Linked DNA regions of Capra hircus: region 1 is linked to region 2. A link is a contact called in public Hi-C data. All regions are on one chromosome and are shown on one strand. The core of a region is the stretch at or near the end of the contact, and the rest is flanking DNA. Distances in the headings are between cores, read along the strand shown. Region 1 overlaps ANXA6 (annexin A6). Region 2 has its middle 8.9 kb from the start of ANXA6.

Region 1 (6,216 bases), core at 2,159-4,658, 38 kb after region 2:
CGGCCTAGGAAAGCACACAGACCTGGGCATGTGTCCATGGTGGGGAGGTGTACGTGTCTATGTGAACTCTCCAGGTGGGGGTGGGGAGGCTCCTGGAGATAATGAGGCTGAGATCCAGGGAGAAAGGTGATGGGGTGAAGACACGGCCTGGAGGGAGAGTGTTTGGGGTGGAGAGAGAGCCTGGAGATAAGAAGGTGCCACCTGGCTCATTTATGTAGCTGAGGTCACACTTTTGTATTGCTCTGGGAAGATATGAGGCTGAGAGGTGGCGGGGCCTGGAACTTCTTCCTGGTGCATGAATCTCACCTAAGGAGAGCAGAGAACCCGTCACAGGAGGAGAAGTAAATTGGAGCATAACTTGACCAGATTTGGGTTGCTGGGAAGGGAACAACAGGTACTCTGATCTCCCTTCTCCGGAACGTCTAAGGATCCAGTTAAACAGGGAATACGAGAGCCTCCTGTTTACCTTTGGTAGGTGCCTTAGGAGCTGGTTCAGTTCAGCAGATACTTACCTGGCAGCTGGTAAACCAAGGTGCTTGGCAGAAGGAGAGGTAGAGATGACATGGCTCGAAGCTGGTCGTGGACGTGTTTGAGAGGGGAGACTTATGTAGGAAAGGGGAGGATGAGGGATTCGAGAAATCTCCTGCCTGGGACTGGGGGCCAGGAAGGCTGCTGGTCAGAGCTAGCATTGTCGGGAGTCGAAACAGGGTAGAAGGTTCTCAGAGGTGAAGGGTCGGCTCTGGTGAGTGGGTAAGGCCGCGGCTGGAGAGAGGGTAAAGCCAGATGGGTTTACTTGAAGTGTGTGTGTGTGTTGTGTGTGAAGTGTGCCCACGATGACCTTCCCTCCTGTCCTCTCCCTAACACCCTCCATTCCAGTGCTGCTGGCCAGTTCTTCCCGGAGGCAGCGCAGGTGGCCTATCAGATGTGGGAACTTAGTGCAGTGGCCCGAGTAGAGGTCAGACCCTCCCCACCTCCTGCTTGACCTCTTGACCACAGCTTCCACTCTTCTGCTGGCACTTTCCTGCTGCTCTGGTTGGCACCCAGCTGCCCCCTGGTGGCCAACCAGAGACACCGAGTCTCACGTCTCTAAGCTTCCTCTTCTCTGCAGTGATGGATTGGTGGGCGGGCACTCTGGTGTTGGCATCTGATTCCTGCATTCACCTCTAACACGCTGGGGAGCCTTCTGGCCCACTAACTACATTCAGATCTTGCTGAATGGAGACTTGGTTGGTTCTTTGGAGGGGCCTATCCCATCCTGGGTCCAGTAGTTGGGTTTTGGAGGCATGGAAGCTGAGAACAGATGGGCATCCCTGGGTGTACTAGAGGATTCTTAGTTCTCCTGAGCATCCTCAGACCCAGGGTCTACACAGGGCAAAAATAAAAAGTTTCACAGAAGTCCTCAGGGCAAACCAGCCCCGAGGTAGCACTTGGCCCCTACAAAAATATTTGGAACCTTGGACTCTATTGCTCACTCGCTAGCTACCTTTGGCAGGCCCCCACCTCTCTCTGTCTCTGTCTCCAAAAAGAGGCTGTTGGACATGGCAGTCCGCGTGCCCTCCAAGGGCTCCTGTGCACGATGCTCTAGGACAGTGTTTCCCAAGTTGTAAGGCAAGAGCTGTCACTGAAGATGATCTTACGTCATATGAGGAGTGAATTGTGTTCTTTTTGTTGGGGAGAGACCTGCATGGCATTAAATAACACTGATCCTCATGCAGTGTGAAAGCTACTCCACTTTGGTTTAACCAATATTTAAATCAGTAATCAATTATTGTTAATGTCGAGGAGGAAGTCTCAGCTTGGTGCCACATCCTTGCCACAGTCGCTGATGTTCTCTTTTCATGACGAGCTGAGAGCTAGCTTCAGGTTCAGAGCTCTTGGCAAGCCATGGTATCTTGTTAAATTTGGTGATATTTGAAACCATATATTTTTGGTTTTATGGCATTTATTTTTGTGGGTTATCTGATTATGACACCAACTTTCTGTTCATAATAGTAATATAAAATTGTTTTCATTTGTTAACTCATTGAGCAGATATTTTTTGAGTGCTTACCCCTGTGTCAGGTACTCGCGTTATATCAAAGAATGAAATGGACTTGCCCTTTAGGAGTATTCAGTGCACTTCAAAATGAATGCATTTAAGTAAAACAGAAAAGTGGCTGAATTAAGTTAAAATGTTAAGAAACAGCATAGGGCATGCGCAGATACAGAAAACACTGGGAAGATCATTCAGGGGTGACTGAAATCTGGGCAGCTCTGTTCCAGTATTTCAGAACATTTTGCTTACCTTTTCAGGGAGAGCGTTGCTCTATGAAATAAGAGGACCCTGGGAGCAGGGCTGGGTTGTGAGAGCCTGGTTTCCAGTGGGGCGGGGCCAGAGCTGGCTCTTGGGGCAGGAGCCCGGCCCCTCTGCCCTTGACAGCCCCTGCCCTGCTCCCAAGCCTGGGTCTGTCTCCTCCCTCTCTCAGCTCTAGGGCAGGAGTCTGTCTGCTGCGCCTTCACCCCCGCCTTTTCCCCCAAGCTGCTTGGTTTGGGGCTCTTGGGGAAAGCTTCCCCTCCCTCGCATGCTCCTCTCCTGGCCTGGCCCCTGGGGGGCCTCCAGACACCTGCTGACTCACTTTCTGCCTCTTGTAGCTGAAAGGAACTGTGCGCCCAGCTGGTGACTTCAACCCTGATGCAGACGCCAAAGCCTTGCGGAAAGCCATGAAGGGGCTTGGTAAGGGGCACCTGAAAGGGGTCAGGTTAGCCTCTGGGGCATTGGAGGGTAGCGGGTCTGCAATGGGACCGGCAGGGGCAAGAGCTGAGGCTTCAGACTGGAGTCTGCAGGGTGATGAGGACTTTATTTGCCTTGAGTCTCCAGCCCTCTGGAATCTCTGGCTCCCTGAAGTATAGAGAGAAGGGTAGTGAGGGGCTTTCTCAGGACCCTTCCCAGAGACCAAGGTGCTCCCAGGTCCTGGTATAGAAGTGCTGAGGTAGGGTTTTTGCTCTGGCTTTATTGCTAACTCACCATGTGACTTTGAGCAAGCCCCATAACCCATCTAGGGTTCTCAGTATCCCAGGACTGGAACTCAGAGGCCCTGACCCTCAACCCAGGGTTCTCTTTTATCTTGACTAGTGACCCAGCAGAAAAGTGCACAAGGAATCCAGGTTAGTGATTGGGCCAGAAGCAAGGCTCCTGCAGGGCCATTAAGCTGGCTAGCCTGGCCTCTCCCCCAGCAAAGACGGCTGGGGCCCATCGCTGGGGGAGGTGGGGGCCAAGGCCTTCCTCTGATCTGTGGCTTTGGGGTCTTAGGAACTGACGAGGACACCATCATCGACATCATCGCCCACCGCAGCAATGCCCAGCGGCAGCAAATCCGCCAGACCTTCAAGTCTCACTTTGGCCGGGTAAGGGCCTCAGCCTAGACCCTGGGCCCTGCGTCCGCACTTTTCCTCTGACGGAGCTTGGCGTGGACACACGCCTCTCCTTCCCGCTGCACCCCGCGTTCCCTGTGATCAGCAGTATGTTTGTGACTGGTTCCCCTTAGGGCTGCGATCAGGGATTTGAGCTGTGTTAGTGGCATCTAGCTTTGGCTGACTAGTTTCTCCCAGGATGGAAATGGTACCACCCCCTTTCCTTCCCTGTCTCCTCCTTCCAGGGAGAGTGGGCAGGTCCCCCGCTTGCATGGTGTTTTCTCCACCCTCTTTGTGGTTGTGGCGGTGGTGGTGGTGGTGGTTTTGAACCCAACATCAGCCAAGGCAGACACAGACGCCCACGATTCCTATATCCTGTGGAGCCCCACCTCCTCCTTCCGTGTCTCCTACCTGTCCCAAGCCACGTGTGGGCCATTGCCGATGTTGACGTGACCTTGGCTCTGCCCTCTGCAGGACTTGATGGCTGACCTGAAGTCTGAGCTCTCCGGAGACCTGGCAAGGCTCATTCTGGGGCTCATGATGCCGCCGGCCCATTATGATGCCAAGCAGTTGAAGAAAGCCATGGAGGTAAAGTGTGGGCACCCAGGGGACGGGGTCCAGTCTGTGTGGGCGCTGGGGGAGCACAGGCGCTCCTCCTGAGCCCAGGTGGGCTGGGTGTAGCTCCTCGGTGGAGCCCCTCCCATGCCTGTCCTGGGCTCGGGGTCTTGGCTGGTAGTTCCTTGTCTTGTCACCCCACAAGGTGAGGCTTTGCTTTTGTCCCCATGTTATAGATGAGGACGCTAAGGCTCAGCGCTTAAGTTACTTGGTCACAGAGTCGAAGCCCTGGAAAGTGGCAGAGCTGGGATTCAGATCAAGTCTGTCTGTCTCCAGAGCCTGATGTGACAGCCTCATGAATCAATCCGCTGGGGTTTTAGGCTCCTTAAAGATTAAGGGAAGAACAAACTTTCCCTGGGCAAAGCCAGTTAAGATTATTGTCCTGAAAATTCCTGGACAGAAAAGTGGATGACTTAAAAACACAAAATGAGAAGGATAGGGCTACACTGTGGATCTTAGGACACTCTGAGGATCAGGCTGTCCTCACCACACATCAGCTTTTATTTTCATTATCTCTTAACTTTTTGGCCACACTGTAAGAGCATGTAGGATCTTAGTTTCCCAACCAGGGATTGAACCCACGCCCTTTGTCTTGGACGTGTGGAGTCTTAATTCAACAGCCAGGGAAGTCCCCACACCAACTTTTAATAGACTGATGAAGATACCCTTCAGGTCAGAGGACTCAGGGACGCTTGACCCCTGGGCAGTAACCTCCCAAGACAGAGAATTGTCTTACCTTTTTAGTCTTACCTTTTTTATAGTCATTGCCCCAGCAGCTTACACAGTGACTGGCACATAATGGGTGTTTAGCAGATACTTGAGCTCATCAGTCAGTCAACCTGTCTTGTCTGCTTCCTCCTCTCCGCCGAAGTGAGGACCTCAGCATAAGGGGCTCCCCAGCTGCCTCAGTCCATGTATCACCCATCCAATCCAGATGTAAGCAAATATTGCCTTGTTGTTTTCCTTAAAGCACAGAACATTTTTTTTTCTTCTGACAAATAATGTGTTTACCATGAAAACTTGAGAAAATAGAGCAGAGCAAAAAAGAATATTGAAATCATCCGTGATTCCCTCACCCGCCCGAGACCACGGCCACTGTTACACCGTGGTGCATGTCCTCTATCCTTTTTATGTATTTATATATAAATATTTATATTGAGATATGTGCATATAAGCGTTTTTATACACACACACCCGTATACGCTATATTCTTTGCTTTTTAAAATTTTTGGTCCAAAGCAGTTCTCGTGGGGGGTTCTGGAAATCTTTACAAGCTGGTGTAGTCCTTTGATTGCGCCAAGGTCTGGTCAGTGGGTAAAGAGAACATGAGGGAGGCTTGATCTGAGTGTTGACCTGCACAGTGTTCTGGACTAGGAGTCTCTTTGACCTGGGCCCCTTGGGCCTCTCCACAGGGGTCAGGGATGTGCTTTAGATCCTCTTTGCCTTGACCTTCTAGGGAGCTGGCACAGATGAAAAGGCTCTCATCGAGATCCTGGCCACTCGGACCAACGCCGAAATCCAGGCCATCAAAGAGGCCTACAAGGAGGGTGAGTACGGGAGACCTGTGGCCCAGTGCTGCGGGGAGCCCCTGGGGAAGAGCCAGGCCCCCCAGGTTCCTGACGTCACCCTCTAGCCCTGCCCCACCTCCCCACTTCAGGCCACAAGGCTGTGATAAACCCCTTGGGTGCGCCGAGCCCTGTGCCTGGGGGAGGGTGCTTCAGAGAGAGTCCCAGGAGGACAAAGGCCTGGAGGTAGGAGAGGGTTTTGACTGGGAGTTGGGGAGAGAGCACCCAGGCCCCTGGAGACGGGAGGGTGGCTTCACAGGTGTGTGGCCTGTGCACGCACACAGGGCCCCGTGCTCAGAAGGCCCTGTGTCTGTTTGCATGCTTTACTATCACCATCTTGCAATTCTTCATAACTTTTTAGTAAGTGCTTCTGTGTTATTCTGAAGAACCTTGAGCATCAGTCAAAAATGTTTAAGGCTTTTGTCTTCTAAACAGCTTTAAAATGGTAGAACCTTTGAGCAGGGCAGTGGCGTGATCAGAGCTATTCTTTTGTGTTCAGCCACTGCCATGCAGGAGGGAGGTAGGAGAGAGTGAAGACAGGGAGGCTGTTGTCTGGGGAAGGGGAGATGCACCGAGCTCTTAGCAGGGACAGGGGCAGAGTGAGGTGATGGACCCATGGCAAATCAATAGCAGGGTGGCTGGTGGC
Region 2 (5,961 bases), core at 3,079-5,578:
TCAATCCCTGGTCAGTGAAATAGGACCCCACAGGCTTCATGACACAGTCAAAAATAAATAAATAAATAAATATGACTTTTAAAAACAATTTATTTGTGAAAAAAATAAAAATCAACTTATTAAAAAATAATAATATTTTCAATATGTTACACTTTTTTTGCAAAGAAAAGTCTGTGTGTGGCACATAGCTCAGTTCAGTTCACTCACTCAGTCGTGTCCAACTTTTTGCAACCCCATGAACTGCAGCATGCCAGGCCTCGCTCTCCATCACCAACTCCCAGAGTTTACTCAAACTCACGCCCATTGAGTCGGTGATGCCATCCAACCATCTCATCCTCTGTCACCCCCTTCTCCTTCCTCCTTCAATCTTTCCCAGCATCAGGGTCTTTTCAAATGAGTCAGTTCTTCGTATCAGGTGGCCAAAGTATTGGAGTTTCAGCTTCAGCCTCAGTCCTTCCAATGAATATTCAGGACTGATTTCTTTTAGGATAGACTGATTGGGTCTCCTTGCAGTCCCAGGGACTCTCAAAAGTCTTCTCCAACACCACAGTTCAAAAGCATCAGTTCGGGGCTCAGCTTTCTTTATAGTTAAACTCTCACATTCATAGGTGACTACCGGAAAAAACCATAGCCTTGACTAGATGGACCTTTGTTGGCAAGGTAATGTCTCTGCTTTTTAATAATGCTGTCTAAGTTGGTCATAACTTTCCTTCCAAGGAGTAAGCATCTTTTAATTTCATGGCTGAAATCACCATCTGCCATGATTTTGGAGACCAAAAAGTCTGCCACTGTTTCCCCATCTATTTGCCATGAAGCTATGGGACCAGATGCCATGACCTTAGTTTTCTGAATGCTGAGCTTTAAGCCAACTTTTCCACTCTCCTCTTACACCTTTCATCAAGAGGCTCTTTAGTTCTTCTTCACTTTCTACCATAAGCATGGTGTCATCTGCATATCTGAGGTTATTGATATTTCTCCCAGAAATCTTGACTCCAGCTTGTGCTTCATCCAGCCCAGCACTTCTCATGACAATATACAGCTTTGATGTACTCCTTTTCCTATTTGGAACCAGTCTGTTGTTCCATGTCCAGTTCTGACTGTTGCTTCCTGAACTGCATATACATTTCTCAAGAGGCAGGTCAGGTGGTCTGGTATTCCCATCTCTTTCAGAATTTTCCACAGTTTATTGTGATCCACACAGTCAAAGGCTTTGGCATAGTCAATAAGGCAGAAATAGATGTTTTTCTGGAACTCTCTTGCTTTTTCCATGATCCAGCAGATGTTGGCAATTTGATCTCTGGTTCCTCTGCCTTTTCTAAAACCAGCTTGAACATCTGGAAGTTCACTGTTCATGTATTGCTGAAGCCTGGCTTGGAGAATTTTGAGCATTACTTTACTAGTGTGTGAGATGAGTACAATTGTGTGGTAGTTTGAGCATTCTTTGGCATTGCCTTTCTTTGGGATTGGAATGAAAACTGACCTTTTCCAGTCCTGTGGCCACTGCTGAGTTTTCCAAATTTGTTGGCATATTGAGTGCAGCACTTTCACAGCATCATCTTTCAAGATTTGAAATAGCGCAACTGGAATGCCATCCTCTCCCCTAGCTTTGTTCGTAGTGATGCTTCCTAAGGCCCACTTGACTTCACATTCCAGGATGTCTGGCTCTAGGTGAGTGATCACACTATCGTGATTATCTAGATCGTGAAGATCTTTTTTGTAGTTCTTCTGTGTATTCTTGCCACCTTTTCTTAATATCTTCTGCTTCATTTAGGTCCATACCATTTCTGTCCTTTATTGAGCCCATCTTTGCATGAAACGTTCCCTCAGTATCTCTATTTTTTTGAAGAGTTCTCTAGTCTTTCCCATTCTATTGTTTTGCTTTATTTCTTTGCACTGATCACTGTGGAAGGCTTTCTTATCTCTCTTTGCTATTCTTTCAAACTCTGCATTCATATCTTTCCTTTTATCCTTTGCTTTTTGCTTCTCTTCTTTTCACAGATATTTGGAAGTCCTCCTCAGACAGCCATTTTGCTTTTTCGCATTTCTTTTTCTTAGGGATAGTCTTGATACCTGTCTCCTGTACAATGTCATGAACCTCCATCCATAGTTCTTCAGGCACTCTGTCTATCAGATCTAGTCCCTTAAATCTATTTCTCACTTCCACTGTATAACTGTAAGGGATTTGATTTAGGTCATACCTGAATGGTATAGTCATTTCCCCTACTTTCTTAGTCTGAATTTGGCAGTAAGGAGTTCATGATCTGAGCCGCAGTCAGCTGCCAGTTTTGTTTTTGCTGACTGTATAGAGCTTCTCCATCTTTGGCTGCAAAGAATATAATCAATCTGATTTTGGTGTTGACCATCTGGTGATGTCCATGTGTAGAGCCTTCTCTTGTGTTGTTGGAAGAGGGTGTTTGCTATGACCAGTGCATTTTCTTGGCAAAACTCTATTAGCCTTTGCCCTGCTTCATTCTGTACTCCAAGGCCAAATTTGCCTGTTACTCCAGGTGTTTCTTGACTTCCTACTTTTGCATTCCAGTCCCCTATAATGAAAAGGACATCTTTTGGGGATGTTAGTTTGAAAAGGTCTTGTAGGTCTTCATAGAACCATTCAGCTTCAGCTTCTTCAGTGTTACTGGTCAGGGCAGAGACTTGGATTGCTGTGATATTGAATGGTTTGCCTTGAAAACGAACAGAGGTTATTCTGTCATTTTTGAAATTGCATCCAAGTACTGCATTTTGGACTCTTGCTGACTATGATGACTACTCCATTTCTTCTAAGGGATTCTTGCCCACAGTAGTAGATATAATGGTCATCTGAGTTAAATTCACCCATTCCAGTCCATTTTAGTTTGCTGATTCCTAAAATGTCGACACTCACTCTTGCCGTCTCCTGTTTGACCACTTCCAATTTGCCTTGATTCATGGACCTAACATTCCAGATTCCTACGCATTACTGCTCTTTACAGCATCGGATCTTGCTTCCATTACCAGTCACATCCACAAATGAGTGTTGTTTTTGCTTTGGCTCCATCCCTTCATTCTTTCTGGAGTTTTTTTCTACACTGATCTCCAGTAGCATGTTGGGCACCTACTGACCTGGGGAGTTCGTCTTTCAGTGTCCTATCTTTTTGTCTTTTCATACTGTTCATGGGCTTCTCAAGGCGAGAATACTGAAGTGGTTTGCTATTCCCTTCTCCAGTGGCACGTAAGTTCTCTGTAAATGTTGCTATTATTGGTGTTGTTGTTGTGATAAAGAATGATGTGATGATGTAGGCTATCTTTGGATTTTAAAATCACGGTTTTAATTTTTTTTTTCATCTTTTGATTATCTATAATGAACACCCATTATTTTTATAATGAGGAATGAAACAATGAGAAAAGTGGATCTGTGATTTTAAAGCCTGTCTTCCTTTAGTACACTGCTTCCCCATCTCTTTATCCTCTCAGTGAGCTGCCTGCCCAAAACTAAGTGTCTTCGTAAGACCCCAGAGCAGAAAACAATCTGCTTTGTGCCTAGCGAAACCCCTTATGTGCTTTTCCTTAGACAGAAGTGACCCTCGAGTCGTATGGAGAAATGCTGGGCACTGAAACGGGCCTTTAGAGGAGTGGTGGAGGGAAAGGTTATTCCTGGCTGCCATGTGAGCAGTCTGGGGTGCCTTTCTGAAATGAAGTTAAAGTGCGACCTGGGGCGACCTCCCTGGTGTTCCAGTGGTTAAGACTCTGTGCTTTCAATGCAGAGGGTGTGGGTTTGATCCCTGGTCAGGGAACTAATACCCCACATGCAGTGCAGTGTGGCCTAAAAATATAAATAAAAAATAATAAAATAGACCCAGAAATTCCCTGGTGGTCGGGTAGTTAGGACTTCACACTTTCACTGCTGAGAACCCAAGTCAAATCCCTGGCCAGGGAACTAGGACCCCACAAGCTATGTAGTACGGCCAAACTTTTTAAAAATAAAATGAGACCCATCTCTGGGCCCACCCAGCAGTGGCTCCCCTCTCTGGACAGAGGCAGGCAGAACTAGAAACTGCCAGTAGGTGGCAGTATGGGACCGTCTCAAGCTTCCCCAGGGGGCGTGCACGCCTGTGTTCCTTGCCAGTGTCTGGAGTGAGTTGCCACACCTTCCTACAGGGGGTCTTCACCACCCAAGGACTGAACCTCTCCTGCATGGCAGGCAGCGTCACCAACTAGCGTCACCAACCAGATCTTGAAGCTCTCTCATCTTCGAGAAACCACAGTCCAGCGAAGGGAAGTGAGAAGTCTGGAATCGCGGTCCCTTGTGCTGGCCTGTGTCACAGCACCACACTTTCGGAAGGGCCACCCCGTGGAGGAGGGGGCTTGGGCCAGCGCCAAAGACATGAAGTCATCGTGGCCTGCTCTCCCTTCCTAACACAGACATCCTTTGTTTGTCTCCTTTCAGGCTTTGTTTCCGCCAGCCAGTGAGGCTGTGTGACATATGCTATTCCACAGTCCCTGGATGCTTAGCTTGTTTCCTTTTTTGCAGTTAAGAAATACACCGTTGGGCCTAAAAAAGCTTTCTCTGTATTTCAAACTATTTCCTTTGGACTAAAATTTCTTAGGATTAATTCCCAGAAAGGAGATGATCGGCTCAAAAAGAATTACTGATATATTAGACTTCTTTCTGAAGCTCAGGAAATAAGGCCTTGGGCTCTGCAGTTAAGGGGACCTGGCTTTCACTCCTGCTCTCAGTCCCTTGGGCTGACTTTGGGCAAAGGCCATAATTTCTCTGAACTTCAGTTAACCTTACTGCAAATCCCTACATTTGCGCACTAGATTCCACTATTTTTAAAAAAATTATTATTTATTTGACTGCACCAAGTAAATAAAGGTCTTAGTTGTTGCATGCGGGAACTTTAGTTGCAGCCTGCGGGCTCTAATTCCCTGACCAGGGATCAAACCGAGGCCCCTGCATTGGGAGCTTGAAGTCTTTACTGAGCCACTAAGGACGTCCCCTAGGTCCCACTCTTTGTCCATCATCTGTGCTGTCCGTCTCTATCCGATCGTTCCCATCAGCACGTGAATATGCTGTGATGCCTCCAATCATTAAAAAAAAACCCAGAACCCTCCTCTTGACCCCATCCTCCTGCCAGAAACTGCCACGTATCTTTGCTGGCCTTTACAGCAAAGCTCCTGGAATAAGTAGCTGGTGTTTGTAATCCTCAGCCCATTCCAGTCAAGTCTGTACCTGCAACAACCCACCGAGTCTGCTCTTCACAGCACGGGAAACCGTGCTTCCCGCGTAATGTAACGTATCAAATAAGGTATCAGTTAAATACCATATGGTATCAATTAAATACCATATCTAATTAGTTTAACATCTCCTTTTCTACAAGGAGAGAAAACAAATCTTTGGTAGATTTGAGAGACCCTGTGAAATATTTCAAATCTCAGAGTTAGTTCTAAGTCACAAAGACTTTGTTGAGAATTTCATTTTGGAAAGTCTGTCAAAAATATCAAAGTTTTTCAAAACACTTGGTCAAACAGGATCATAGGTCATTGTGAAAATATACTTAGTTATTCATTTAAATAATAATAACAATGACTTCACAGGCAAACATAGAAGGTTATATAGTTCTGAGCAAAATTTAGCTTTTTTAATATCCGGAGGACTAAAGACCTGATAAAGACAATGTAGAAAATAAGGTGCAATTTTGACAAAACAGGCTCTACCTTTTACAGTCACTTATTATCAAGAGCAGACCAATAGGAATAAGCCAGTAAACAAATTAGCTTTATTTACCGTGGATTAATCCTAGATCATGTGAACCTAAAAAACATTTGGCTTAGTTTCTGTTATATATCAGGGGATATACTCAATTTATACAGTGCTTTTTTGTTTTAAGCCAATTAAATAGAGCTCTTTTACAAATTAGTTTTAGCAACACCATCTGAACGTAGAAAAAAACACCATATCTATATTTATAATGTACATACATA

What was found. Hi-C and Micro-C count contacts between places; a contact is called where the count stands out from the background.
Region 1: a contact with region 2 is called in a Hi-C map of blood, with 6 times the contacts expected there. The contact joins two enhancer-like sites. A contact is called at or near these places in 2 of 5 Hi-C or Micro-C datasets (both in blood).

The regions. Positions count from the first base shown.
Region 1 is chr7:48,026,298-48,032,513 of ARS1.2, forward strand. ANXA6 (annexin A6) reads left to right here. Exons shown (of 26, transcript XM_005683185.3): 14 at 877-955; 15 at 2,632-2,713; 16 at 3,290-3,384; 17 at 3,865-3,978; 18 at 5,462-5,552. Among named protein-coding and RNA genes, the nearest start is that of ANXA6, 30 kb to the left of the region's middle. Within about 2 kb of position 3,409, at least 1 of the 5 cell types and tissues checked has an H3K27ac peak or open chromatin away from gene starts, as enhancers often do.
Region 2 is chr7:47,987,428-47,993,388 of ARS1.2, forward strand. No RefSeq gene overlaps it. Among named protein-coding and RNA genes, the nearest start is that of ANXA6, 8.9 kb to the right of the region's middle. Within about 2 kb of position 4,329, at least 2 of the 5 cell types and tissues checked have an H3K27ac peak or open chromatin away from gene starts, as enhancers often do.